7 separate regions of the Mus musculus genome follow, and all the other regions are linked to region 4. The links are chromatin contacts, called in public HiCAR-type, HiChIP or PLAC-seq and promoter capture Hi-C maps. All regions are on one chromosome and are shown on one strand. The core of a region is the stretch at or near the end of the contact, and the rest is flanking DNA. Distances in the headings are between cores, read along the strand shown.

Region 1 (3,096 bases), core at 244-2,743, 1.8 Mb after region 4:
CTTTAGATGGTTTTTCTAGAAGAGAATGCTAACCCAAAAGGAGGAGGGCTCCAAAGATGCTTTCCTTGACCCGCCCCCCCCCCCTTTCCAAGTATCACTCTGAGACCCAGCAAGACTCTGCTTATGGCCTCAACTTTTAAAAATCACCAGTGAGGGTGGTCTCGGCGCCGTCTCTCGTGCCTGGGAATGGGAGAGCAGTGTAAGGAACCTATGAAATCTTCCCTTTGGTTTGGATCCTCACACAATTGGGGCTTCATAAAGCGTAATTGGGTGGACGTTCACCGTACACTGTCCTAGTGTCAAAGACACATCCAGCCTCAGGTGCCAGTGTGATCTCTTCTCACCAGCACTGGGACGGGGGGTGGGGGTGGGGTGGGGGCAGGGGGTTGGGGGGAGGTAAGCCTGGGAGTAGGCTGTCCACACTGAGAGAGGGAGAGAACACACAGGCATGTAACACCAACACCCACTGACATACTTACATACCTACAAGAAGAGACCCATAGCTCACTAGTCTTTAACAGACAAGAACGTCCCATAAGGATTTCTGTTCTGTATGGCTTATTCTTTGCTGCCTGTCAGAACAGATCTCAGCGATCCGGTTAGTGCCCAAGGCTCACCCAGTGAACTCGGCAAGGATGGGGGAGTGTGGAGATGACACTAGCCTAGGGACAACTTTGGCAACTCTTCTAACTGGGCATGTCTGGGTTTGCACCCCATACACTCACAGATGTGGTTTTGATCTTGTTCTGACCTTAGTGTTCTCTTCTGTTACAAGTGCACCCCTCCCTGGGTGTTACAGGGAGAAGAAGCTGGGGCACCCCACTTCTTCTCTTCAACCCAGAATTAGAGGATGAGAACAACATATCCCCAGGAGAGAGAGACAGATAGACAGACATACATAGAAGCAAAACCACGGAGGTACGAAGGTTGAAGAGAGAGAGAGAGAGAGAGAGAGAGAGAGAGAGAGAGAGAGAGAGAGAGAGAGAGACTGAACCCCAACTCTACAGAAGTGCCTCTCTGGAGCTAGAGCAAGTGTCCCCCGCCCTGGGCGGCACCTGTCTCGCTAGCTCCCGCGCCTACCTGTAAGAGACCTGCTTCCGGAAAGTTAAGTCCCTCAGCTTCTCCTCCAGCGCCTCTTCCTTCTCTTTCTGTCCGGCGGCCGCGGGCTCCTCCAAGGCAGCAGCAGCCGCTGCCCCTGCACCCCGCGGGTCCGCGCCGCCCTCGGCGCCCAGGCAGCAGCTCCCGGCGCCGCTTCCGCTGCTGCTGCTGCCACCCGTCGCCCCTCTCTCCTCTCCCGCCGAGGAGCTGGGGTTCATGGCGACCGCTCCGGCGGCCGCGAAAGAAGCCGAGGTGGTGCCGCTGCAGAGGCCGGTCGGGCTGAGGGCGCTGGAGGCGGCGGGAGCGCGGGCAGGTCCGCGCGCCGCTGGCAGGGGCAGCAAATGGCAGCCCCTTCCCGCAGCATCCATCCGCGGCTGCACCGCACCGGGGCATTGTGGGAAACTCCGTGCCTCCACTCCCCCTCCCCAACCAATCAGAGGCCACCTCTCTCCGCCTCCCCTCGGCCTCGCCCGACCAGCCGGCTCCCTCCAATTCTCCCACCCCTTCTCCTTTTTCTAAATCCAGAGCAAAAGCCGGGACTGAACTTGAACTCTGCCTGCAGGCAATGGATCGCAGTGGAGGAGAGAGGGAAAGGGTGGGAGCCGCGGGGCTTAGGACGCTGGGGACAAACACTGGTCATCAAGAAAGGAGAGTGCCCAGGGAAACTTGGAGGCAAGCCGGGTTGCCGCGCCCTGGTTAGCGCACAAGGGAAGCGGACCCGGACCCAGGAGCTACTCAGCACTGATGAGCTGCTGGGCACATCTCAGTCCAGTCCACTGATGACAGATGCCCGAGGCAGCATTTTGTCCGTCACCTTCTTGCAGCATCAGAGCTGGCGCCAAGCAGTAACCTCCAGACGTGGGGGACCTTTGGAGGCCGGGGTGGTGGGGTGTATCTGGAGGAACCTTGGGAGGAATTTTTTAACCATGTGAATTATGGAAGGGGCTAGATTTAAGCTCCCGCTTCTTCTTCTCAAGGAGAGGGTCGGTCGGGACATCTTCACCCATGAACGCCCGCGCCTAGATCCTTGCTTGGTGCCTTCTAAAAGCTTAAAGATGCTCCCTAAACAGCTGTTAATTAGATTGAATCGGATCACAGGATCCTCGGTGAAGCAGAAGGCTGAGAGCAGAAGTGGGGACCCGAGCGCCTCGTGCTGTGGGTTCCTATGCTAAGGGTTCACAAGAAGAGGACAGGAGGAGCTAGCCCAGGAAGGGGCTTCTACCGGTTCAGACACCAAGGCTGAAACCTAATGCGCTGGAGGAATGTAATGTCTGCTCTCTCAGTTTTTTGTTTCTAAGACTATTGAAATCTGTGCGGTTTGAACGATGGGCAACGAAGTGTTTAAGACAGATCATTTTCTAAATTAGATGTTTTTCACCCAGGAAATCTCTGCTGTCAGGAAACGCGAGAAAGATCTATGCTCAACAGTAAGTGCAAGTAACCAAACTACCTATGTAGATGTATGTGCTAGTAAAGATGGCCTTCTTTTGCCCTAAAATTAGGAGGTTGAGCAAAGGAATCTCAAGCCTCGCCCAGCTCTCACGGTGTGCAGTTCCCCTCACATGTACATTATATAAGACAGGGCAGGGACTTTTTCAGGGAGAAAGGGAAAAAGACTACCTGTTGGGGATCAGCACTACACACACACACACACACACACACACACACACACACACATACACACATACACACACATACATGCATACACACACATACATGCATACACACACACATACACACACACACACACACACACACACACACACACACACACACACACACACACACACATCTGGATTTCCCTAACATCTTTCAAGTGACTTTCTTCACACCCAGGCTAGTTAGTGGAGGAGGTTAATCATTCTGGGGCAGTGTACACCCTCTTCAGAGGGGAGCCTCAGCTGCTTTTACAGCAAAATCCACAAACATCTAGATTAAATACCAACAGCCCTGAATTCCTGGATCACCTTCCTCAGTAGCCATACCTTCCCAAACCAT
Region 2 (2,963 bases), core at 288-2,787, 1.9 Mb after region 4:
AAATACAGAGCAGAGATTTCTAAACATGGGTTGGAGAACGGGTAGGGCTACAGAACCAGTATTTCAGATAAACAGAGCGAGGGACAGGAAAGGCAAAATGGGAAGAAATTATCCTCGTGACCAGAAATCAGGCTGCTTGCTCATCCATCTCTAACTCCAAGAACGCCTACCTAGCTCCTGTCCCTGTTGACCCAATGTTTATTCACTAGTCCGTGGATTTGCACAATGGGATTCCTCCTCTGGCCCTAGCTATCCCATACGTCTGGGACTAAAATCATGCACTTTCCATACACCAGAGAGAAATCCACCCCACACAGGTAGGAATACATGCCTTGTAGACGATACCCTCCAAAACACTGTGGCTGCCAAGTCCTTGTTGTGAAAGAGGTCACTCTGAGAGTAGAAAAACCCCTAGTTCAAGGCTGCTAGAAGCAGAAACAAGGGAAGAAGGTGGAAGGCAGGCCCAAGAACAAGGAGGAGGAGTGCAAAGGCACAGAGGGACCAAGAGAGAAAGGAAAGAGCAGTGGCCATGTGGAAGAGGTGGGCAGGGATGGTGGCAAATTCCTCTTGCATGCCTCAAGGACTATGGAGTGAGTGTCCTGGGGTCAGGAGTGCCTCAGCCCTCAGCCAGGCCCAGTCTCTGCATCTACACTCTTCAAGTACACTCTTGTTTGCCAGGTTTTGAAGGGCTTTTAAGTGACTTAAAGGGAACTTAACAATTCGAGGTCAAATAAAATTCAAAATGGGTGTAGAAAAGAATTAGCAATACCAAGAACAAGGAAAGAAGTTAAAAGAAGCAAGGGGCTGGAAAATACTCCCGTCTGAACCGCAATCAACTCAGAAACGTCCACTGACGCTCCAAATCAGAGAGCCTGCAACAGCCCGCCAGCCAAGGTCAGTGTACCGGACCAGAGGGGAAATGGTGTCTTTACTCAGGGACCTGTGAGTGAGTACAGGGCCAGAGCCCACCACTGATGGTCAGAAAGGTCACTTTCAACCTGTTAGAATCCCAAGAACGTGTTAAGAGGCCTTTAATTAGCAACACGATGTAACATGGCTGCTTTTTTTTTTTAACATTCATGAGAGGTGCCAATACACAGTCTATATCTAATATCCTAGAGAGCATTCCAGAGGTTTCCAGTCCAATTCAAGTCTCGGAGTACTTTGAAAGCCACTGGCTTATAGTCTCAGAGTACTTTGAGAGCCACTGGCTTATAGTCACCCGAGTACTCTAACACCCCTGTGCATCAGTGGCTTAGGCTGCTCTTGCAGGGAAAACACACCAGGTTTCTGGCCGGTTACAGCACTATTTCCAACCAACAAAACTGCTTACTGTCAAAGCAGGATTCCCATCCACCACATAGGAGAGCTTTACAAATGCCTGTTCCAAGTCCACTCCCCTGCAGCCAACATCTGGCCCTGGTTACTCTGACTCCATGGCCTTTCTTTCTTCTCCCATTCACCTCTTGGGTGCCTCTTCGTTGCAACTGTAGCTGTGAGCCCTCTTAGCCTGCACTCCTCAGGGGCAGGGCTGAGCCTTACAAGGAACGGTTTTTGCGATCATTCCAGAGGGCCGGATTCCAGGCCCTGCACTCAGAGGCAGCCCCTTAATTATTGTTGGCCAGCCGCTTTTCCTGAGAAAGCATAATCACGCCTTTTGATTCCTACACACAACACCGCCTGTTTCCCTGTTCCCCACATCTCCAGTTCCACCCATGTTCCAGCCACAGTTAACAGGTCAGAACAAGCACCCACCCAGAAGTATCCAAAGGACCACTGAGGATTTCGTCCCCGTCCTCTGAAGGAAGCAGTCCCTCCATCTGTTGGGTGAAGGGACTGTGATCAGCTCCCAGCTCGTCTCTAGACCAATGACTGCGTAAGCCTGGTCAAATGGGACTCTGATGTCACAACAGACACTGCTGCTTGGCCATGGGGTATCCACCTTTCTCATCCAGGTTTCATCCTGGGTAGAAAGACGCTCAGCTATAATGAAAGCCTTCTTTCTGGCCACTCTTTTGGGAGAGGTGGTCAAAGAAAGGCAAGTGGGCTTCTGATGAAGGTAGAGGAATCCTTGGCTTCTCAATCCAGGCTTTCCTGATTCACCTTTCCACTTCCTTCCATCAGTGTAAGCATAGGTTGCAAAGGACGCAGCTGACTTTGCAGTCATAAAAACAAAGGTCTCTGTGATAAAGATGGAAGAATAAATGCATAGGAAAATTCCAGGCCCGTGAACACTGGCCAGTAACTACAAGAGCCCTGGAGGACTTAGAAGGAGCACTCTTGGTTCATGGCATAAGTAGGTTCTTAACCTGTTTAAATTGCTGGGCTTTCAAGATGGTCACCAATGTGCTTGTGATTTTTATAGTTTTTAAATTGTGACGGGTGTGGGGGTTTTTTGGTTTGTTTGTTTGTTTTATTTTTCTAAAAGCAAATTGGCTGGGGTGAGTTTCTTAAGTGAGCAGTAAAAGAGAAAAGTCTCTCAATCAGGGGATTTCTCTATCAGTTGGCAAAGACCATTTCATGAAAGACCAAAGACATCAGAAAGCCTCCTGTTGGAGGCTGCTTGGGTACCTGCTTAAAACATGTCAGCTGTGTAGCCAAGGGCTCACTCTCTCACGGTCAACGCCAAGAACCACAGTGACATTTTCGTGAAAATAAAAAGCGTAACTTCCGAGGGAGATGGAAATTTAGACACAGGCTTCTAGAAGCTTCTTCCTGAAGCTTCACTGAATGTGTCAGGAGACACTGTAGGAAAGGGCCCATCCATAGGGAGGCGTCTCCGTGACTTTCTGTTGTATGATGGGGTTAACGGGTCCAGATGAAAGGAAAGAGAGATACCATCTTACAGCCCAGGTCTCAGGAGGCTCTCTGAGGAGGAGAACAACTCAACTTCCATGGACACGTATTTATTATTTTTGACAGGATGTAACCCTGACTGACCTCAAAACTGTGATGACCCGGTT
Region 3 (3,140 bases), core at 591-3,090, 2.0 Mb after region 4:
ATAGCTCCTGGGAATAACAAACATGTAAAATACAAGAGATATGGAGTCACCAACACTTCCACTTAGCTTTTTTTTTTTTTTTTTTTTTTTTTTTTTTTTTTTTTAATGGTCTGAGAAGCAGCAGGGGTCAGGGTTGGAGTCATTTCAAGGAGTCCCTGAGATTGTAAATGAATCTGCCAGGGTAAAGCTGAGCCTTCCAGGGAGACCCTGGGAACAGAAGCAGCAAGGACATGGAATTACTAGGAAAGCTGTAGGCAGTCAGTTCTCTGAACCCAGCAAGGCCATTTGGCCTCTTTATGATTTGCCTGTTTCTCTCTCAGGATGGGACTGTTGATTCTGTCCTGGAACTTTTCGGAGGTAGAGTCTAGTCAAGTAGGTCTGGTATTGTAGTTTGACCATCTTGCAGGAGTATGTTTCATGCTCCCACTGTGATAAACTATGCTGCCCAAAGTACAGGCCCAGAGTAATGAGTCAGCGACCTGGGCTCAAGATCTCTACACCAGTGAGACAAATAGTAAACACATTGTTTAAGAGTTGATTTATCTCTGAAATTTTGTTACAGAAAGGAAAGGGCTGACTCCATAGGTCCCTTAGTTACTTCGTAGCCACCCTAGGCATCTGATTAATTAATGCAATGTTAACTTTCATTTCTTTTTCTTTTTTGTTTCTGGTTTCTCTGTGTAGACCTGTCTGTCCTGGAACTCGCTCTATAAACCAGACTGGCTTTAAGAGATTCCCCGGCCTCTGCTTGCCAATGTGTCTACCACCACCAGTGGGCCACTTGTAATGCCAGAATGTTCAAACTCAAGTAAATATTATTTATCATGACTTCAAAGTAAGAGATCATTGGTTCTGGTCATTCAACTGTCAAAGGGAAACTGTACAATGATTGCTTTAAGTGAAAAGATAAAGTGTGACGTACGGATGTGTAGGAAACTGTAAGCTCTATGTGCAGTTTCAGACATCTGTTGTGGACCTTGGAAACATATCTCTCATAGATAAATAGACTACTATACTAGAAAATGGTGTTTGGGGAGTTATTTAGGCTCAACGAAGGCATGAGAGCTATGGCCTCATGATTCTTACCATTAGAGATCCAGCCCCATCACCTCACTCCCAATATGGGCTAATTTCTTTATCGTTTAAGGAAATTGAGGGTAAATCTCTTATTTGCCAACAAATCCCCCCCCCCCCCCGGACAGAAACCAGGTAGATTGCTTTTCTTGAACAAACTGTTTTCCTTTGCAGGACACTAAGCATAACCCTTCAACAGGTTTACTAGTTTCAGGCCTCTGAGGATGTTCCAAACAAAAAACAAGTAAACAAATAACAACAACAAAAAACACTGCCGTACTGGCTGGTTTGTGTGTCAACTTGACACAGGCTGGAGTTATCACAGAGAAAGGAGCTTCAGTTAAGGAAATGCCTCCATGAGATCCAGCTGTGGGACATTTTCTCAATTAGTGATCAAGGGGGAAAGGCCCCTTGTGGGTGGCACCATCTCTGGGCTGGTAGTCTTGGTTCTATAAGAGAGCAGGCTGAGCAAGCCAGGGGAAGCAAGGCAGTAAAGAACATCCCTCCATGGCCTCTGCATCAGCTCCTGCTTCCTGACCTGCTTGAGTTCCAGCCTTGACCTCCTTTGGTGATGAACAGCACAATGGAAGTGTAAGCTGAATAAACTCTTTTTTCCCTAACTTGCCTCTTGGTCATGATGTTTGTGCAGGAATAGAAACCCTGACTACGACAACTGCCTAGAGTTTTCAGAGAGATTGAGAAATCTGTTTGTCTATCATCTTTCCCCACCCTGCTCCTCCTCCTAGTGCTCAGTTCTTTTATGCAATAGGCACCTTTTCAAATAATGTGCCTCTGCCCTGTTCAGAATCACCCCAGAAGCTTCAGATTCTTCTCTACGATGAACCTCAGCGCTGCACACCACCAAATATCCCTAAGTGATGGGAACAACATTCCACTCATTGGGCTTGGAACCTACTCAGATCCTAGACCGGTATGTATATATTCGTGTGTGTGTGTGTGTGTGTGTGTGTGTGTGTGTGTTTGGTGGTGGTGGTGTATGTTGCCTAAACCGATTTTAAATCAGAAGTCAAATTCTATCTGGCCACATTTTTATGTGACCATCCACAGAGTACAGGCTTCAAAGAGTAAAAATAAAGTCACAACATTTTAAGTCTGTGAGTTTGTGGAGAGATGCATTCATAGTCACCTTTGTCCAGATGTGGTCTGTTGGCTACAGGCTAGACTCATCTGTAAGCATGAGTCTATAGAAGCTTCCAGTATGAAGAGAGTGTCTTGCTATGTAGGCATCCTTACCTGTGGAAGCAGAGAAGGTGGAGTTTGGTTCTAGAACTATGCCTAATATCTGAAAACAGTGAAAGGAGAGGAACCACCATCACCACACAGAAGAGTTTCTGCATGGTTGTTTCCCTGAGTTGCTTTGATCCTGTGGTAATGCTGACTCTCAAGGTGGTGAACATCGTGAAGCAACAAGGGTGTCTTTGTGTTGACTGGGAAGCAAACTCCAGTTGAGGGTGTCAGAGGAGCGGCACTGGGGTCTTTATGCTGCCCATGTGTGATCATGCATACTTCCACTCCTCATCAACTACAAATCCCTCATTCCTTACCTTACGCTCCAAGCCTTTATAGGTTAGCCTTTATAGGTTAGCTGACTTGTCTATCCAGCCCATTAGCCACTCTCCGTACATGCAGATCATGACCTAAGGCTGGGGAGAGGCACAGTGGGTGAAGTGTTTGCTTTACAAAGGTGAGGATCTGAATTCACATACCGCTTCCCCACCCCCCATCCCCCACCCCCACTCCCCCGGCACTCACATAAAAAGCCAGGCATGGTGGCTTGTGCCTCTGACTCTAGCTCTATGTAGGGAATGACAGGCAGATTCCATTTCCTCATTGGCCAGCCAGTCTAGTCAAGACCTAGAACTCCAGATTCTCCTGTTCTTCCATAGAGTCCCCAAGCTTCACCTACTGTTTGACTGTGGATGTCTGCATCTGTCTGAGCTAGCTGCTGGGTGGAGCCTCTCAGAAGACAGCCGTGCTAGATTCCTGTCTGCAAGCATAATAGAGCATCATTAATAGTGGCAGGGATTGGTGCTTGACCATGAGAT
Region 4 (3,048 bases), core at 161-2,660:
TGGAGAAAAAACTATCATCCTTGTACAATCCTGTAGTTAAAAACAAACAAACTAACCAACCAATCAACCTGCTTCTGCCTGTTTCCTAAAACAAGTCCTGTGAGGCAGGATGCCACCGCTCACACCTTTTAAGATTTAAAATCTTGACCGCAGGCTCACACTTTTTGAAGAGGACCAAGATGTTCACAGTTGTCACAAAATTCTACTTTCGGAAAATAATAATAATAATAATAATAATAATAATAAAACTATAGAAGTTCTCCTTACAATTACAAAAGGAGCAATTTAAGACCCAAAGGCAGGCCAGGTCAGAACTTTCCAAGTACCTCCAAGTATGGTTTTGAATTTGGGTTTCTTAACCATATCCCAAACATAGCGTGATCAGACTGCAGTACTATTTACTACACACGCGCGCGGACTTCAGATGAAATAATGGAGTACCCCAAGTTAAAAGGCTTTTTGAAAACTACTCCGATTTCCCAACACCCCAGATGCCAAATGGCAACCTTACCACTCGAAGCAAACGATACACACACATACACATATTATGTGGTGGTGGTGGAGAGGAAAAAGGCCACACCCAAGTTAAAGACTTTCAGAGCGAAGTGACACCAAGTTTCAGAAATTTAACTATGGCTATTTTGGGGCAGCTCATTTCACGGGTGACGGATCCTCTGAATCCTCCCCATCTCCACCAGGCCGCACGTTCAGGAAATCGTTCCCGATTCGAACTGCTCGGGTTTCCTTCTCAGGAACCCGGTGCGAGGCCAAGATGGAGAAATGCCTCATTCAAAGATTGCAGTACCCGGGGTATTAGAGGGCCGGCCCGTGCCGATCGAGGGAGACAACCAGGCGCCCGTTACCTGCGGGGCTGGGACAGGCCACAGCCGCCTTAGCAACAACACAGCGGTTACCTGGCACCGAGGAGCCACCCAGATCCAGGCCCTGCGGCGTCCACGAGTCTCCCAAGCTGGCCCAGCTCCCGGTGTCCCCCACGCCCTGGGCTTCACGACCACCCACCCCGCCGCAGCGCAGCATCAGCGCCGCGCATCCCCGCTCACCTTAGCCACATAGTCCTTCACCTCATCCAAGTCTCCGTTTTTCAGGGCCCACATGAACTCCTTGTCGCACATGACTGCAGCGGGGTGGGCCGGCGGGCCGGGCAGGAGCGGCGATTAGGCCCGACGAGGGGACACGAGAAAGCGACGCGCCTCAGGCCGCTGAGCGGGCGAGACTGCGGGTCGCGGCTACGGTTCGGGCGGGAGAAAGTTCTTCTGCAGCCGTTGGGCCCAGCAGAGCAGGTTCCGCCTAGCTGAGGAGAAGCAGGACGCTTACACTTCCGGTTCACGCCCCGCTAGGGCCCGCCTCCCACTTCCTCTTCCTCTTCCTCTCTCCAGAAAGCTCTGCTCGGGACCCCGCCCCGACTGCTTACCTCAGGAGAGCCACTTTTGCGCAGGCGCATTATCCTGGCCGGCCAAGGCAGAGTAGAGGCGTGGTTCCAATGGGCGGGGCCGTGAGGCTGAGTAGAATGTTCCTGGAGGTCAGGAAAATCAGGGGCTGAACCTGGGGAGGTGTTGGATGGGAGTAGGACACTCCAGTTCCACGACAGAGGGGAACGTTAGTTTCCAGGGCTCACTTTCTAATAATTCTAAAAATAACTAATAATAATAATAATAATAATAATAATAATAATAATAATAATAATGTGTTTAGATTCTCTCTCTCTTACTATCCCACTTTAAACTAGTAAAAGAGGAAAAACAAAAAACCAACCCACTCTCAAAACATTTTTATTGAGACTTTCATCTATGCATATAGTATGTTTTGAACAAATTCATTCCTGAATCCCTTCTCCACTTCACCACTACTTTTCCTTCACAACTTTATGTGACCTCTCTTCTTAAAACAAAACCAAAAACAAAAAACCAAAAACCAAATTTTCATTTACGTGTATGATAGTTTTGACAGAATATATACATTTATGTGAACCAATGTGTGCGAGTGCCCGAAGAGGCAAGAGGAAGCATAAAATCTGAGAGAGCTAGAGATACAGACAGCGGTGAGCCTTCATATGGGCCATGCTGGGAACCAAGCCGGGCTCCTCTGCGAGAGCAGCCAGTGCTCTTAACCTCTGAGCCATCTCTGCAGCAGTGCTCGGGTCTTGTGTTGAGCTCTCTGAACCCACTTAGCGCTTCCTGTTGAGTGCATACGTGTGGGACCTACTGGTTTGTTTTACCTTTAGGCATCAAACTCTATTCCTATTCTCATACATCAGTGGCTGGGTGGGGCTCTCTCCCTTGGTCTTTTCTCCTCTCTCTCCCACTACCACTCTTGGCCTTTCTTCTCCCTTTCCTCAACCATGCAGTTTCTTTGGGACATCCACCAGAAGGAAATAAAAAGGAAAGAATAAAACTTTTTTTTTCTCAGAAGGAAATCTTCAACACGTAGTTGAGACAACGGTGTCAGTAGGTTTATTTCTTTTTAATTGCATACGTACGTGCTTGTGTACAGATGCACTGATGTGGGCATGAGTGTGCATACGTGTAAACTCAGAGGACAACTTGTGGGAGAGTACTCTTATGTAGGTCCTAGTGACTGAATTTAGGTCACCATCGGGCTTTGTCACAAGCATCTTTCCTGGTTGAGCCATCTTGCCAACTCAACAACGTGAATTATGTACATTTACTTTCTATGGTGGAAAATACTTAAGTGTGTGATGGCAATTAAAAACTAGGAGCTTTTCCTGACCAACAAATGACCGCTAACAAACATGCGTAGCATCATTAAAAATTTGTGTGGTTTAAGAAGCACTCACTTTTTATTTGATTTGTAGCAAACAGAACTGTTTTTCTGAAGCCAGTTTTGTTCTTAGAATTTGGCTGAAACATCTTAGAATTCAACCACCTGGTGAATTCTATCTTACAATCCTAATGATTCAAATTTATGTATATACCCAAGAACACTGAGAAAAAATTCCTACTAGAACTATTATGTATATAGGCTATTATTCATTATTCGGTAAACAAATAAACCAAACTAATTTATTTC
Region 5 (2,959 bases), core at 133-2,632, 1.5 Mb after region 4:
AAAACATTGTCCCATTAAAATAGATGACAGGGGTAGACTGCCTTAATTTCTGTCTCTTGTGGAAGAAAGGACCCCACACTGAAGCCCCTCGGACTGAATCTTGATGCTTCAGAGGCTGCAGCAGCCCTTAGAAGCAATTCCAACAAGCTACAGAGCAGGGAGAAACTCAGGATACATACCAATGCCAAAATCATGTCTAACTCTCTTGGCTTTGTATTTGAGAATGTCCAGTCCCTGCGCTTAAACAAAACCCCAGCCCCTGAAAGGATAGCATGGTGTTTGTGCCAAAAGCACAGAAACATTCTACCATTTATATTATTTTGGCTACAATTCTAACCCATGTCTTAGCAGCCACTGATAGCTAAAGAAAACATCTGGACACAATTCCCTAAGTAATATTCCAATTTAGACTGTTTTTAAGGTATTCACATTTTCCAGGAAAATGTGCCCCAATTTTCTACATATCCCCAAACTCCATCCCCAAAGCCCTTTAATTATCTGGATTGACGTTCTCTGGCTGCATCAAGAAGTCTTTCCATTTCTCAAGCTTTTGGGAAAAGAGTTAAATTGTAGGCCTCGCCAGTCCACATTTAGCAGAATGGCCTGAAATTTTCCATGTCAGTAGAACAGCCCCCCCTCCTTCTAATTTGGTGGTATTCTATTCAATCTTGATCAGTCACAAGAACAGTTAAAAGTTTCCCATACGTTTAAACAACGTTCAATTGTGAACTCAAATTGAAGTGAGCAATTCTGATGTGTAATAGAAGATTTATTAATTTCAGTATTGGCCTTTAGGTTAAAAAACAAACAAACAAACACTGGATATAAAGAGAGATGTTTAAGCCAAATAAGACATCTAAGTGTCTAACATAATTGCTCAGGACTGCAGTAAGCAACGAAGTTGTGCTCAGTGGATGGATCCAAACTAGCAAGGATGTTATTGGAAGTGCAGGTGCAGGGACCTTATCCCTACATTAACTTACTCTGACTCTCTGGAGAGAGACTCATCATGTTCATTCTAACAAGCAGAGCAAAGGAGTCTTAAGCCTACAAAATTATGGGCATGGTGTCATGGAAGAAAGGCAAGACGTGACAGGGAAGGGATGCCTGCTCAGTGGTATAATCAAGTTAACCAGAGACCAGGGTCACAACTTAGGCTCAGATGCTGAGGAGAAGCTGCACGGTAGTTTATTTACAACAATGGCCTTGATTTGGGCTGGGCAATTTTCACCCTAAAGACTCAGTCACCAAAAGAAAACACCAAGACAGACTACTTATTTAGGCAAGTCCCAAGTCTATGAGGCAGCTGGCTTAGATGATACCAGCTACACAGAAGAGATATTTGATGTCAGGCCAGCAATTGCTAAGGTTTTCCTCCTTCTGAAAGGCCATTTGCCTAATGCTTGGGAACATACACAAACTCCACCTTCCCATAGACTGTCTGCATCTAGCTCAAGAGATTAACAGATGTTTATATGCTTTCCCAGTGTGGAGCTGAAGACAGAGAACAGGTCCCATAGCTCTGGAACAAGTAAAATATCTGAGTCCTGAAGGCTCTGTAGGGAGCATTCAGAGAGGGAGCTGGTGACAGTATGCTCAGCCCTAGGAGCCAGAGACCCAGAGCTATCCTGTTATCTTCTAGAAGGCAGGGCCCATGAGTGGTATCCTGAAATGTATGTCTCACGGCTCAAGCAGATGCCCAGGGCTCCATCAGTGGAAGGAGTCTCCCCCACCTTAAGTTTATTTCTATTTTTATTGATTTGCATGCATATATGTGTGTATGTGCACATATAAGCCAGGGTCTACAGAAATCAAAAGAGGGGGGCAGATTCCCTAGAGCTGGAGTACCAGATAACTGTGAAGCAGCCAATATGAGTGCCAGGAACTGAACTCCTGTCCTCTGCAGGAGCAGTGAGCACTCTTAACAGCTAAGACACCACTCCGGTCCCCAAAGGAAGAGCTGTCTAACCTTACACACGCCATCTTCAAGTTCTTCGGGCGGCAGGTCTGGGTTTCTCTCTACGTGGAGGTTCCAGCGATCCAACTGTACAATGGTCCCATCTTCCACCTGGCACAGGATCTTAGAAACAGGCTCATCGGTGTAACCCTACGGACAGAATCAGAGCACAGACCCTTGCTGTCTGGGTCAGAAAGCCCTGCAGTGGGTGCCCCAACAAGGCAGGACGTGGTCAGTCATAGTCCCACTGCTTTTAAGCCATCAAAGCTGGAAGAGTGAATGACTTTCCCCTCTACGTGCTTTAAGATAATGTTTCAAGGAAGGCACTAGTTTTGCCTGACCTGAGCTGAGGAACTCCTTGCAGTCAGCAAGAGCCAGTGAGGGTCATGCTGGATAACTATGCTTACTGGAGTGAACAGCAAGATTCCCAAGCCTCTTGCTGGAGGAATTTGGGAGCACCCATAAGTGTGTGGGCAGGGGTAAAAGGGAGGGACCAATAGCTGATCTTGTGTTAGGATACCACCCATCTGTGGCCTGAGGCAAGTCAGCCTGAGAAGCAGGGACGAGGAGAACAGCCCTCTACTGAAGGAGTGTTTGTGACAGCATGGTTATTCTAGGTAGTCAAATACTGGATTTGGGTAGTACATTTATTTTTATACCAGCCACTTAAAAAGAGAAAAAGGTAAGGCAAAATATAACAAGAATAACAAAAGATAAGTTAACTCGGTTAAGGGCCAAATCAGTGTCTGCTATGGATCTGTCACATAGAGTGACCATGAAGATCCTTGTCATATGAAACAGATGTCAAGCAAAAACCTAATAAGAGGGATCTAGGGAGCTAGCAATGGACATTAATTATTTTTTAAAGAATATTTGGATTTATTCTCCCACAATTTCGTACACCTATATACTGTATTTTGATCATATTCCCCTATTATCCTGTTACCTGTTTTCATGCCCTCCTCATCAAAGCTTCCTCCTTACAACTATCCCTCTTCAGCT
Region 6 (3,107 bases), core at 16-2,515, 1.9 Mb after region 4:
GCAGTCCCTCAGTGCCCCCCACCCCCACCCCTCCCTCTCAACTTCTAAGAGTTCTGAACAAAGCCACATTACCAGCACTGGCTATCACAAACAAGATTTTCTCTTGCAAAAAGCTGAAAGTGACATCTTTAAATGATTCACGCTTCTGACAGTTGAGTCTCCAAAGAGGTCTCTGCGGGGAAGGAACTGGTGAGCTGTCCTACCTCTCCCCCAGAGCCTCTCTGAAACATGCAGTTGCCTCAGATTTTCCCCTGAAAAAGGGAGGAAGCAGTTCGAGGCTGTGCAGATGAAGCAGCCAAGTGAGGCGGCCGCCTTCCCGTGCGGTGAAGGAAGGCTTTTAACACGAACATTTTAAAGCTATAAACAAGAAAGTAAAGAAACTGGATGGGATGGGGACAAAAAACATATGGGATGACTATACTACATTAGCTTGTCCAAATTTTGGATGTGTGTGTATTGTGTGTGTTTTTTTACAAACCTTACCATTTTAAAAAAAAAATCAATATAACTGGGCGGAGGTATTATTCTCAAAACACGTCGCTTCCCAGCATTGCTGTACCGTTAGCAATAGGAAATGGAGCTACCGACAGGAAAACACTATAAACTGCTTTGGAATACAAAGGGTCACTTATTCGGAAGAAAGTTTAAAGGCTCCAGCTGTGCACCTTAATGTGTTCATAGAAGAAAACTCCCATCCCCAGACCTCTTAATATAGTCATGCCCTTCCCCAAACGCTGCCTCCCAGGACCCAGCTGGTGACAAAACCCGCTTTTCTCCTCACCCCCGACTCCCTTTGCCCGGACCACGGGTCCTCACCGTGTGGTACATGAGGGCCTCAGTCTCTCCGGGCTCTGACAGCTCGCTCAGCTTGCGGTCCCACTGCAGGACGCTCTGCTCCCCGCTCTCCAGCACCTCCATGGCGGTGGGCGCCGCGCAGGGCCGAGGATGCTGAGGCAGGAGGGGACCGCGCAGAGCCGCCGCGGGCCGGTGAGACGCTTCTCCCCGTGTACTTGGCGTGTGCGCGCGTGGAACTTATGCACTGGAGCAGGAACTCGGGAGAGCCCTGCCGAAGGCTACGCGACCCTTGTCCTCGGAAATCTGTGACTCCCCGGGGAGGACAAGCCTGCTGGGATCGGGCGGAAGGTGCAGGGGTTAAATCGGGCTGTGCATCCAAAAGGAAGGCAAAAAGGCAGCGCTCATCCCAAGAAAGTCCTCGCGCAACAAGCCCACTCCCCACTAGGGCTCCAGACAAACTTTGAGACTCCCTTGGGCTCTTGAGCTCTGCCCCTGGATCCAGAGGCGACCCCACCTCCTTCCAGGCCAGTGACCAATCGAACGCCCGTCTTGCCATCTATACCGTATCAAAAGTCCCTTTCTCATCCATGTCCCTCCCCCAGAGGGAGAGTCGCGCGAAGTCTCCGCCTAGTCCTCGGAATGTGGGCGGAGAGGGTCTTTTACGTCACTGGGGAACGCCTCCTGCCGGAGCGTCGCAATGGACCAATAGGGTGCTAGGGTCTAGAAATGATCGACTGAAACATAGATCAATGAGCTAGGGAGACCTGGAGGAGCCAACCAATCAAATAGCGACAAGAATACATTTTTATAAGAGAGGGCGTGCGCGCCCAGTGTCCTCCCTAAGAGTCTCCGCTTAAAGGAGGTTTGTTTCGCGAGTTTATTTCCTCAGAGAAACCAAGCGGATTGAAGCGCTGTCTACATTTCAAATTAGTTTAGGTCGCGTGAGTCTGTCTGGATTTAAAAGAATGCACCACATATATGAAAATGCGCACGTGAGCAGAAATCTGAATTATCACAGTTCTAGCACACATTCATTGCTAGCTTTTTATGTAGTTTTATGGCCTTTATTAAACAGACATTAGCCAATCTTGCCACACGTTTCCAAGTCCTAAATCAGAGGGCTAATTTTTTTTTTTAAATTCATAGGATTTTGTTGTTTTGTTTTTGAGACAAGGTTACCTGTAGCCCAGGCTGTCCTCAACTGCACTGTGCAGCTAAGGCTGAGCTTGAACTCCTGATCCCTCTGCCTCACCTCCGGAGAGCTGGGAGGGACTGCACGGTTATGCCACTAGTGCCTGCTTCACAGATCTTTTATTCCCAATGGAGTACCAGGCAAAAAAATGAGAGGATGGCCAGGTGGGTACTATTCCAGATACTGGTCAAAGAGGTAACGGATACTCTCCTGAGTGTCGTGGATGAAGTGGGGCTTAGGGGAAAATAAGTGTTTTAATGGCTGCAAGATGCACCCCAAAGTGAGTGTTGGGAAAGAGATCTAAGCCTTTGACCCCCTTAGAGAAGAAAAGGCCTGCTCTATAGCATTTTCCCCCAATGTGATTTTTCTTCTTCCCTTTTGAGGTTTCCTTTTATGGAAACAGCCTTAGTTGGCTATAGTTTAACCATTTTACATACAGGGCTGTGGTTCCAGGTGGTTCTTACAAGGGGACAGTCAGGTATCAGGTCTACAGAGAGTTTTGTCTTCTTCAGAGCGTGGTTTTGCTGTGTGAAGACAGAAGTCTCAGAACTTTACACTGTCTTTAAGCAACTTTTATTTTTCATGTAAAATGAGTCTGCTTGTCTAGCCTAGGATCTTTTGAGACTATTTTAATATTTAAATACAGACCTTTCTTTTTATTCTTTCTATCTATCTATCTATCTATCTATCTATCTATCTACCTATCTTTCCATCCATCTATGTTTGAGACAGGGTTTCTCAGTATAGCCCTGGATATTCTGGAACTCACTCTGTAGACCTGGCTGGTCTCAAACTCAGAGACCCTCCTGCCTCTGCCTTCCGAGTGCTGGGATTAAAGGTGAGCACCACCACTGCACAGCCACACATTTTTTTGTTTTTGTTTTTCGAGACAGGGTTTCTCTGTATAGCCCTGGCTGTCCTGGAACTCACTTTGTAGACCAGGGTGGCCTCGAACTCAGTAATCTGCTTGCCTCTGCCTCCCAAGTGCTGGGATTAAAGGCGTGCACCACCACTGCCACACATTTTTTATACAGTAGTTTTCTCGACTTTCCCGTAAGCCTTTGGTCTTTCTTTTCTGACCTGTTAGTCTCCTTCACCGCATCTCTTTTGTAAACCAGTC
Region 7 (3,353 bases), core at 315-2,814, 1.5 Mb after region 4:
CAAACAAACAAACCTCTCTTAGTAAAATGTTATAAAATCACTTTTTAAATTTTATGTGTGTTTTCAAACACAAAAACAAAGTCACTGGGAGGAAAGGCATCAGAAATCAGAATATGAGTAGCTCTCCGTAGGCATTCTGGTTAGATATGAGACGTTCACTTAAGTTCTTACATTTAATGTGAGTTATAAAATTAGCATTTCATCTTTTAAAAAGCAAAAGAGATCACATTATGCAGAAATATAAAACCTTGGCCCTGGGAATCTCTCTGTACCCCGCCCCAGACTGACCAACCCTGTCCTTTGCCTTCCTCATCCAGAAATGTAAAAGAACTTACACATTTTAATTTCAATTAACAGAGAGATCAGTGTGCTTTCTTCAAAGTTGAGGAGCCTGAATTGCAAATGAGGGTCCCACTTCCTCCATGTGAATCACGCTTTGAACTGTCTTGGAAAGTTTTAAATTACTTAGAAACAGACTCAACATGAAAGGCCCTTCCCGGCCATAATAACAAAAAATTGTGGCAGAAACAAATACAAGTTACAATGCCTGATTATGGGCTCTGTGAAACCCAAGAAGGCAATCAGGATACCGGCTACCCAGTGAGCGAGCATCTTAATTAGCAGGAAAGCATCCAACCAAAGGAGTCAATTGAAGACTTCTCTTTGAAGTTTGCAATTACAAGATAAACATTCTAAAAGACATAGCCCCCTCTCCATTCCAGTAATTCAATTTAAAAATCTCCTCTCAAGAATAAGTCTGAGCTTCCTCTTCTTTGGGTGTTCTTAAATTATAAACAATGAACGAAAATATTTATGAGTTTATTGCATAACCTTAAAAACAGGTAGCCTTTAATGATTTTAGACATGTCAACTTCTTAGAAAAAAAAAAGATAATTTGCTGAAAAAAAAACCAACTTAAGCTAGTAGTTAAGGTTTTAAATTATAGGGAAGCTATTTTAAGTATACATTTAAAAAGAGTAATTTTAAGTACTTATACCATCCTGTTTAGACAGTCATCTTAAGATCATGCTTATAATTTTACATAATTTACCTTCTTGGAAATACAATCAATAGAATAGCCTCAATGAATTGAAAACTGAAGGACTAAACATAAAAATTCTTTCATACCAAATTAAAAACAGCAATACTTTACCATTGGACAGAGTGAGATGAATATGAATATTTAAAAGTACTTTGCAGGGTTATTTAGAGAGCACATAGTGTTCACAAATACACAGCTTTTAACCGTATACTTAAACAGCTAAGCAGAGTTAACTCGGATTTTCTAAGGCAGGATTTTTCTGCCCCGGAAGCAAATGCAGTCACTAGGATTGGAGATTCTATCACACATCTGACACTATCTCACGTGACTTTGTAGTGTTCATGTTGTGCAAAGAGGAAATTACAGTTGTCAAGACTTTCACGTTCTGTTCCCTCCTCACCAAATCCCATCCATTAATTTTCTCCCCTCCTCACCCCAACTAGCCACAGGCTGGCAAAGAGGGGACAACAGACCCTCCAATGCCATCTCTCTAACCTATGGAGATCCCCTGACTTCCAGTCACACAATTTTCAGTTGTCTACTTTTAAGCACATGCTGACTTCTTATGCAGATTTCAGAGCTCAGCTCTTGCACAATGCTCTTACAGTTTTGACCTTCTTCGATGGATCCATCCTTTGACCAATTGTCTGCAGCAACCTGCTAGGATTCTTTAATTCTCTTCTAAGGTTCACAATGGGTCATGATATCCAAACATGTCTGCAACTAACCCGGCCCTTTCATATTCCTTCATCATCTAATGTGAACATCCACCTGGATACCAATGCCAATTTGATGATTTTTTTAACAAGACCCAGGGTTAGAGATTCAGGTCACATGAAATTGGAGTCCAGGCACAAGCCTCATCATGCCCAACCCTCTTGCAACATCATCCCCATGGACAGCTTGAAGAGGCTGCTTCTGCCTCACCTCTCTCCAAGACTGTAGTTTTACTTGTAGAGTCACTTAAGCCACTACTTGTAGCTCTTCAAGGACATGTGCTCTCAGGCTGCTTGCTCTGATAGGCCACTACACTCTAGAGACTCCTGCCTCCCAACAGGCACCCTTGGTTTTGGTATTCCTCTCTAGTGTCTCCCAGCTCTCTCCTGAAATTTATTGTTTTATTCTTGGTTTTTCCTCCACGTTGGCTCTGTGAGTGCCTCAAAGACAGGGCTTTTGTTTGCTCATTCCTCAACCAGTTCTACATAGTAGCCTGTCATTTACGGGCACACCACTGGTGAGTTCACTATTTATAACTGACACTGATTGGAAACAGACACATCTGAAGTATTACTTTGGCTTTACAAAACTTGCTACCAATTAGAGGTGACCATTATTGTCCACTTCCTAACTGCTTCATGGCCTTTTACGGTCCAACTCCAGAAAAATTATACAATGGCACACTCATATCTATCTGTGTGTGGGGGGGGGGGGAGTCAGAGAGAGAGAGAGAAAACACACCTTCATGAGTGTGCGACTGCACATGGAGGCCAGATCTAGATACTGGGTGTCTTCTTTTCTCACTCCCTACCTTGTTTTTTGAAACAGAGGCTTTCACTAAACCTAGAGTTCACCCATTTGTACCAAACAGCTTATACAAGGCTCCCAGTATCTGTTTCCTTTGCACCAGAATTACAGACACATGTTAGCACAAACATGTCACATAGGTACTGGGGACCTGAACTGTGGTCCTTTTCCCTTCTGAATCATCTCTCCATGCCCCCACTGTCCTTGACTCATCACAAAATCACAAACCCAACCAGACCCAAGGAGAAGACCACAGACCCAAATTCATGATGGGTACATGTCTGAAAGTACAAGGCTTTGTACTTTGTACTTTCTATCTAAGGTTGCCAATGAGCCAACATGTTAACTTGAAAATAAATAATGAAAATAAAAATCAGCCACCCTGCAAAAGTGTGTGACTAAGTGACCAAATAGAAGGTAAAAGGGAATCTCTCCTTGAAACATCCCAGTTGATAGACATAGGCCAAAACGAGTGGTGCTGACATTCTGCAAGACTCAATTATTGTTGGCTCCACTCAGTGAGCAGCAGCATCCATTAACATTACAGAAGAGGTTGGACCACATACTATCCAATCCTTTCTCGAAGAAAATGATGGCCAAGAAAGTAGATTTGGGATCCTGCTTCCTCTTTCCTCTGTTTCTTGTGTATAGCTAAAAAATTTGGTCAGCCAGCTTCCTGTTTCCTCTGACATGCTGCGCCATCTGTGCCATAACTGACTCCATCACTCAGGAGCCATTACCCAAAATAAACTCTTTCTGTTAAACACCAGTACACCTTTGTTACCTC

Evidence for each region. Promoter capture Hi-C pulls out the DNA fragments that hold promoters and counts their contacts. HiCAR-type assays count read pairs that join an accessible place to other places. HiChIP or PLAC-seq counts read pairs in DNA pulled down with a chosen protein or histone mark.
Region 1: a contact with region 4 is called in a promoter capture Hi-C map of hippocampal neurons, with 2.9 times the contacts expected there. The contact joins the promoter of Dgki here to the promoter of Mtpn in region 4. A contact is called at or near these places in 4 of 39 promoter capture datasets (the 3T3-L1 cell line, embryonic stem cells, hippocampal neurons and 1 more).
Region 2: a promoter capture Hi-C map of liver shows a contact between it and region 4, with 2.9 times the contacts expected there. The contact joins the enhancer-like site here to the promoter of Mtpn in region 4. A contact is called at or near these places in 3 of 39 promoter capture datasets (cranial neural crest and liver) and 2 of 115 datasets of contacts at active chromatin or transcription factors (embryonic forebrain and stem cell-derived neural progenitor cells).
Region 3: a promoter capture Hi-C map of liver shows a contact between it and region 4, with 2.5 times the contacts expected there. The contact joins the promoter of Akr1d1 here to the promoter of Mtpn in region 4. A contact is called at or near these places in 3 of 39 promoter capture datasets (hippocampal neurons and liver).
Region 5: a contact with region 4 is called in an H3K4me3 HiChIP or PLAC-seq map of embryonic forebrain, with 11 times the contacts expected there. The contact joins the enhancer-like site here to the promoter of Mtpn in region 4. A contact is called at or near these places in 9 of 39 promoter capture datasets (the 3T3-L1 cell line, cranial neural crest, frontonasal cranial neural crest and 4 more) and 4 of 115 datasets of contacts at active chromatin or transcription factors (embryonic forebrain, embryonic hindbrain, forebrain and 1 more).
Region 6: a contact with region 4 is called in a HiCAR-type map of astrocytes, with 5 times the contacts expected there. The contact joins the promoter of Creb3l2 here to the promoter of Mtpn in region 4. A contact is called at or near these places in 6 of 39 promoter capture datasets (the 3T3-L1 cell line, cranial neural crest, embryonic stem cells and 2 more), 3 of 484 Hi-C or Micro-C datasets (the AML12 cell line, CD4 T cells and CD8 T cells), 2 of 115 datasets of contacts at active chromatin or transcription factors (astrocytes and stem cell-derived neural progenitor cells) and 2 of 9 other capture datasets (adipose tissue and liver).
Region 7: a promoter capture Hi-C map of stem cell-derived epiblast-like cells shows a contact between it and region 4, with 5 times the contacts expected there. The contact joins the enhancer-like site here to the promoter of Mtpn in region 4. A contact is called at or near these places in 5 of 39 promoter capture datasets (cranial neural crest, frontonasal cranial neural crest, hippocampal neurons and 2 more) and 4 of 115 datasets of contacts at active chromatin or transcription factors (astrocytes, embryonic stem cells and stem cell-derived neural progenitor cells).

Annotation. Positions count from the first base shown.
Region 1 is chr6:37,298,483-37,301,578 of GRCm38.p6, forward strand. Dgki (diacylglycerol kinase, iota) reads right to left here and starts at 1,494. Exons shown (of 34, transcript NM_001081206.2): 1 at 1,081-1,494. The coding sequence starts at 1,466.
Region 2 is chr6:37,423,009-37,425,971 of GRCm38.p6, forward strand. The region is part of intron 1 of Creb3l2 (cAMP responsive element binding protein 3-like 2); the gene reads right to left. Among named protein-coding and RNA genes, the nearest start is that of Gm33275, 6.4 kb to the left of the region's middle. Within about 2 kb of position 1,538, at least 53 of the 459 cell types and tissues checked have an H3K27ac peak or open chromatin away from gene starts, as enhancers often do.
Region 3 is chr6:37,528,333-37,531,472 of GRCm38.p6, forward strand. Akr1d1 (aldo-keto reductase family 1, member D1) reads left to right here and starts at 1,841. Exons shown (of 9, transcript NM_145364.2): 1 at 1,841-2,005. The coding sequence starts at 1,913. Gm33429 (a long non-coding RNA gene) reads right to left here and starts at 3,071. Exons shown (of 4, transcript XR_868980.3): 1 at 2,848-3,071; 2 at 2,222-2,738.
Region 4 is chr6:35,538,478-35,541,525 of GRCm38.p6, forward strand. Mtpn (myotrophin) reads right to left here and starts at 1,411. Exons shown (of 4, transcript NM_008098.4): 1 at 1,062-1,411. The coding sequence starts at 1,133.
Region 5 is chr6:37,030,894-37,033,852 of GRCm38.p6, forward strand. It overlaps Dgki (diacylglycerol kinase, iota), which reads right to left. Exons shown (of 34, transcript NM_001081206.2): 14 at 1,970-2,107. Among named protein-coding and RNA genes, the nearest start is that of Gm52857, 130 kb to the left of the region's middle. Within about 2 kb of position 1,383, at least 8 of the 459 cell types and tissues checked have an H3K27ac peak or open chromatin away from gene starts, as enhancers often do.
Region 6 is chr6:37,440,883-37,443,989 of GRCm38.p6, forward strand. It overlaps Creb3l2 (cAMP responsive element binding protein 3-like 2), which reads right to left and starts at 1,266. Exons shown (of 12, transcript NM_178661.4): 1 at 817-1,266. The coding sequence starts at 918. It overlaps Gm33318 (predicted gene, 33318), which reads left to right and starts at 1,628. Exons shown (of 3, transcript NR_166917.1): 1 at 1,628-2,151.
Region 7 is chr6:37,007,242-37,010,594 of GRCm38.p6, forward strand. All of the region lies in intron 19 of Dgki (diacylglycerol kinase, iota), which reads right to left. Among named protein-coding and RNA genes, the nearest start is that of Gm52857, 110 kb to the left of the region's middle. Within about 2 kb of position 1,565, at least 2 of the 459 cell types and tissues checked have an H3K27ac peak or open chromatin away from gene starts, as enhancers often do.